2 separate regions of the Sus scrofa genome follow, and region 1 is linked to region 2. Evidence: chromatin contacts called from public HiChIP or PLAC-seq data. All regions are on one chromosome and are shown on one strand. The core of a region is the stretch at or near the end of the contact, and the rest is flanking DNA. Distances in the headings are between cores, read along the strand shown. Region 1 holds the start of COG8 (conserved oligomeric Golgi complex subunit 8). Region 2 holds the start of CHTF8 (chromosome transmission fidelity protein 8 homolog).

Region 1 (2,700 bases), core at 122-2,621, 170 kb before region 2:
TTATGAACAAAGTTTTTTTTCTTTTCTTTTTTTTGTCTTCTTAGGGCCACACCCGTAGCATATGGAAGTATCCAGGCTAGGGGCCAAATTGCAGCTGCAGCTGCCTCAGCAACGTCAGATCTGAGCTGCCTCTGCAACCTACACCACAGCTCACCACAAGGTCCAATCCTTAACCCACTGAGCCCAGGGATAGAACGTGCATCCTCATGGATACTGGTCGGGTTCCTTAACCGCTGAGCCACAACAGGAACTCCCCCATGCTGTTTATTTCATCCCTGTACTTCCTTTATCTCATAATACAAATTTCAAGGAAAAGAAAGAAAAAGGCATGCTTCCCTCAAACTGTTCAGAACTGCTAGGAGGTTCCTTCAACTCTACAATCGACCTTTCCCACGGGCAGTTTAACGGCTTTTTCTGGATCCCACTATGCTCCTCACCGCAGCCTCCTATTTACTTTTTCCTCTTGAACTAGATCAGAAAAGGCTTTTCTACTTTGCTGGAGATACTACTCCAATCACTACGCAGCCCCAACCACGCCCAAGCAGCAAGATCTAAGTAGGAACATCTCCAGGTGCTGGCACTGATCCTAGGCACCCTCAGGGACTAACGCAGGTGCCCAATTATCTGCAGTCTGATGTGGCCCTCAGCCTAGACCGCCCCCATCCCTAGAAGCGGGCTGAAAACCACTCCCCACAAACCTTGGCATAAGGTGCTAAGTAATCCAGAGCTGTGATGTGCAACCGAAACTTGTGGGTCTTCGTGAATTTTCCAAAGCACGTTCCCAGCGACATCAGCTTGTCACCAGAGATATTAGCGGCCAATTTTAAGATCTTTTCACTGAAAGGGTAAGGAAGAAGGAGGTGTCAGATAAGGGAGGCTGGTGGGACCCAGGCCTCCACCCGGGTCCATGCTGCCTACCCAGCCCCGCCTCACCTCACATAGTAAACCCGGTCGTTGTGCAGCCTGAAACAGTAGGTGCCGTCGGGCCTGTCAACCAGCAGCTGAAGATTCTCCCCGATGCTGAAAGCAGAAAAGAGGCTGGAGGCTGCGCCCGGACTCGTCCCGGCCCCGCGGCCCCGCTCTACCCACAGCCCTCCCCGCCATGCACGCACTCCCTCATCTGCCCCGGGCGTTCTTACTATTTTGCTATCTTCTCAAACATTACACGCGTCTCCTCTTCAGTCAGAGGCCGCATTTTCCCGCTGGGCTGGAACACCGGATCCTCGTGCCTCAGTCGCCGGAAACGGAAGGCCAGCCTCCCGCCTCTCCTTGGCAACCTCAAATCCGGCCTCTCTAGCTGCCTTCGCGTGGTTCGTCACGCGAGCGCCCCGCGGCCTTGGAGGACCAGCGGGGAATGCAAGCCGGCCGGGTGAGGCGCCATGGAGACCGGAAGTGCGGCGTTGCTTCCGGTCCTGGATTCCGAGCCAGCGCCCTCGCCGAGCGGGAGGCGAAGGGACGCCGCTGCTGAGAAGATGGCGGCGACGGAGACGATCCCTGCTTCAACTGCGGCCTCGGCCACGGCGACGGCCACTGCGGCTGCTCTCGGGGAGGTGGAGGATGAAGGGCTCCTGGCATCGCTGTTCCGGGACCGCTTCCCAGAGGCCCAGTGGCGGGAGCGGCCCGACGTGGGCCGCTACCTCAGGGAGTTGAGCGGCTCGGGGCTGGATCGGCTGCGGCGCGAGCCAGAGCGCCTGGCGGAGGAGCGAGCGCAGCTGCTGCAGCAGACGCGCGACTTGGCCTTCGCCAACTACAAGACCTTCATCCGCGGCGCCGAGTGCACCGAGCGCATACATCGCCTCTTTGGCGACGTGGAGGAGTCGCTCGGCCGCCTGCTCGACCGCTTGCCCAGCTTCCAGCAGAGCTGCAGGTGCGGCGGGCCCAGCGTTTAAGGGGCTTTTAAGAGCTGTGACAGCTAATATTTACGATGAGGGAAATAGCTAACACTTAGATAGCGCTTACCAGGTGCCACGCTCTCATCTGAGCATTTTATTAATCCATTTAAACGTCACAGCAGCCTTCGAGGTAGGTATTATTCCCATTTTGTATATGAGGAAGTCGAGACACAGAGGTTAGTGACTGACACAAGGCACAGCTAGTAAGTCTCGAAGTCAAAATTGGAACCCAGCAGCCTCGTAGGGCTGTCGTGAGCGCTAAGTAGAGAATCCATGCAAAGCACTTATCATTGGATCTGACATAATTAACACTCTACAGTTGTCACCTTCATACATATACACACAACACACAGGTACACACAGTAGCTTGGACCAGGGTCGTTGGCTCCAAAACTTTCATTGATAGGAGAATGCCAAGGAAATCCTCTCATTCGGGGGCAGTAAAAATTATCCAAAAAATCCAAACAAACCGTCCTATCGGAACCATATTCTTTTTTTTTTCCCCTCCCTTTTTAAGGCTGAACCCACAGCATATGGAAGTTCCCAGGCTAGGGGTCGAATTGGAGATAACAGCTGCCAGCCTATGCCACAGCATTGCAAGATCCAAGCTGTATCTGCGACCTACACCACAGATCACGGCATTTCTGGATCCCCAACCCACTGAGTGAGGCCAGGGATCAAACATGTGTCCTCGTGGATACCAGTCGAATTCCTTTCCACTGCTCCACGACAGGATCTCCTCGAGCCATATTCTGCCTCTCTCGAACCTCAATCCACAAATTCTGCTTTCCAACCTCACATGATAAAA
Region 2 (2,739 bases), core at 84-2,583:
TTTGCTGACAAATTATAAATTTCTACAGTGCCATCTGTTCGTGAAACAGCCAATCTGTTCGACTGGTTATTGTAAGCCACACAACGGATCCCTGATGGAACATAATTAAAGAAACGTACTCGATGGACCTTAAATTCACCCATTCCTAGAGGGGAAAAAGAGAATTATTGTTAAAACATCAACCACAGTATGACACACATATTGTTTATTTAACCACTGGTATAGGTAGAAGACTTCAGCTATATCCCACAGAGGTTCATTTCTAAACATCCACTTAATGATGCTTTCGTGACCCATACAGAATCTATCAATCTCCAGAAGCTCAGGACTCTTCAACAGAAAAAAGAGCAACACATAAAGCATCACTCAGATTCCTAGCAATCCTGACAACTCATTGAAGGAAGTGGTCCAGGAAAAGGAGAAGAATCTAAAAACCTGATCTTAGAGCAAAACACTGAATATAACCTCATTCTCTAACTGGGAGGCGCACTTGCGTGGGTCAATTAGAGCTTCAGTTGTATTTGAGGTAGAATTAAAGTCTTCCTGTATCTTTGTATTTTGTGCGTGGGGCTTCTGAGAGTGGGGGTGGTAAAGAGGAGAATAAAAAAAGAGGCAAAACATGTTGACAGACTAAAAGTCTCTCAAAGTTAGATCTGCAGAACTCCTGTATCAAAATTATCTCTAAAACCGGCTTTAAAAAATGCAGGATTATGGGTCCTATTCCATAGCTCCAGAATTCCAACCTCTTGGCGGGTGGCGGGGAGGTGGGGGAGACCGATTAAGAATCTGCACATTGGCAAATACCTCTATCTCTTTGGCATGCTAAGTTTGCAAATCACAGACTCAACTACGGTATTGACAGTGGGGGCTGATGGAACAGGAAGAACCCAGAGCTTCTCAATAGGAGGAAGCGACGGGACTGGTCCGGCATCTGTCAACTACTCCCCTACTCCGCGCTCTGCTGCCCTCAATATACACACTCGGGTCTGGTTCACCCCTTGTCCGTTTCCCTTCAAGGTGTGTGAAACCTGTCTGCAGAGCAGGCGACCTCGGCCTGACCAGGCTAGGAGGGCGTATGAAACGCGCGAGGGCTCCTTCGCCCCTTCTCTCTCCGGAATAGCCCCCACCCGACTTCGACACTAGGGAATCGACGAGCTCCGCGGGGCGTCGACTTAGTGCAGGCAGCACCAGTTCCAACTCTTCCCGTCACCCCCGCTTCCCGCCCCCTGCCCAACTCACCCGCGGAAGGGCTCACTACTCTTGGCGGTCCCTCTCTCCGCCCGGCCCCACGTGCGCGCGCGCTCGCGTGCTCTGCCCCGGAAGTGCTCGCGGCGCAAGGCCGGAAGTGCGCAGGCAGTGCTCGCGGCGGCGGCGACGGCGGCGGGAGGTTCGGTTGTCGCCCGTTGGCCGCGCGGCGCCGCGCTCGGCGGCCGCCATTGCAGGTCAGGCCGCGGGCAGGGAGCGTGGGAGGCCGCGGGGAGCGAGGGCCGAGCCGGGGATGGGGTTGAGGGTTCGAGGGAGCGGGAAGCTAGGGAGCTGGGGCCGGGCGGGGCGCGCGGCTCGCTGAGAAGAATGGCGAGCCGAGGGGCGGGGAGCGCCGGGCGGGGGAGGGGCGGTCGGGAAGGGGGAGGGGAGCGGGGAGGGCCGCGCAGAGGTGGGGGCGACCCAGAGGGGCCCCCGGAGTAGGAGGGCTGGGAATTGTGGGGAAGGAAGCGGTGTGGAGTCGGAAGGCGGATGGAAAGAAGGGTGCGAGCAGGGCGGAGCGGGAGAAGGGCGGAAAGAGTGGCCGAGCGCGGGCGGAGGACGGATAAGGGGGCGGCGCAGGCCGGAACCTCGAGGTATGTGCGGAAAGGGGCTCTTCCCTGGGTGGTGAAGGAGCCCAGCACGCGATGCTTTCGGGAGTCGGGTAGAACTGGAATCTAGGAAGCAGTGGGAATACCAGAAAGGGGACTTAGTGTGGGGTAGGACTCTGAGGTTCTTTCGAGGGGACATTTTAAATCGTGGAGGAAAGGCTCCTGAAAGCGATAACTGCGAGGATGGTTGGAAGGAGGAGACAGTCTGGCGGATGATCCAGGTTCTTTTGTGGGCGGAGTAAGAGACGGGAGAAGAGTCGGGTGGGGTCGGTCCTAGAGGGGCGAAGTACTTTGGAATTGAGGGGGGAAATAGGGAAGAATGAGGGTGGTAGGAATAACGTTTTTAGAGCAGCCTTTGGGAGGAGAGTGAATGGTTTGGGAAGACTATTCTGAGGGGGGGATGTGGAGAAAGGCGGCATAAAGAATGTTTAACTTGGGAGATAAGAGAAAGGGTTAAACATCTGGGTAAGAGGTCCTAGAGAAAGTGTGGGGGTATTTTGGAGGGGGTTGGGTAAGAGAGGGGAAGCGGATTGAGAGGTCCAGAAAGTGGGCGGGGCTAGGAATGGGAAGTGTTAGTAGCTCAAATTGAAGGCGGGTAGGGGGCCAGCGGAGAGGGTGGAGAAGGTGGGGAGCCTGTGGGAGGAAAACCCAGTACAGAGGGAGGCCTCAAGCAATGCTATGTAAAGGAAGGGGCTTTGGGGAAGATAGTACGCTACAGCAGTAAGAGGAAGGGTAGAGGGGCTGCAGAGTAGCAGAAGATGGAGAAAACTGGAGTAACTCAGATCGACCGAAGCCATCTTTTCCACCCCATTGTCTACAGATACCAGTAATTGATTCCCTCCATCATGGGAATCTTAAAATGTGATGGGAAAGTACCACGTATATG

The links. HiChIP or PLAC-seq counts read pairs in DNA pulled down with a chosen protein or histone mark.
Region 1: a contact with region 2 is called in an H3K27ac HiChIP or PLAC-seq map of alveolar macrophages. The contact joins the promoter of COG8 here to the promoter of CHTF8 in region 2. A contact is called at or near these places in 2 of 47 Hi-C or Micro-C datasets (brain and heart right ventricle) and 2 of 2 datasets of contacts at active chromatin or transcription factors (alveolar macrophages and skeletal muscle).

Annotation. Positions count from the first base shown.
Region 1 is chr6:17,644,173-17,646,872 of Sscrofa11.1, forward strand. It overlaps COG8 (conserved oligomeric Golgi complex subunit 8), which reads left to right and starts at 1,372. Exons shown (of 6, transcript XM_003126905.6): 1 at 1,372-1,867. The coding sequence starts at 1,380. It overlaps NIP7 (NIP7, nucleolar pre-rRNA processing protein), which reads right to left and starts at 1,232. Exons shown (of 5, transcript NM_001048071.1): 1 at 1,140-1,232; 2 at 934-1,020; 3 at 699-837. The coding sequence starts at 1,195.
Region 2 is chr6:17,816,851-17,819,589 of Sscrofa11.1, forward strand. CHTF8 (chromosome transmission fidelity protein 8 homolog) reads left to right here and starts at 1,334. Exons shown (of 4, transcript XM_021093878.1): 1 at 1,334-1,442. It overlaps UTP4 (U3 small nucleolar RNA-associated protein 4 homolog), which reads right to left and starts at 1,567. Exons shown (of 17, transcript XM_021093876.1): 1 at 1,240-1,567; 2 at 1-145. The coding sequence starts at 143.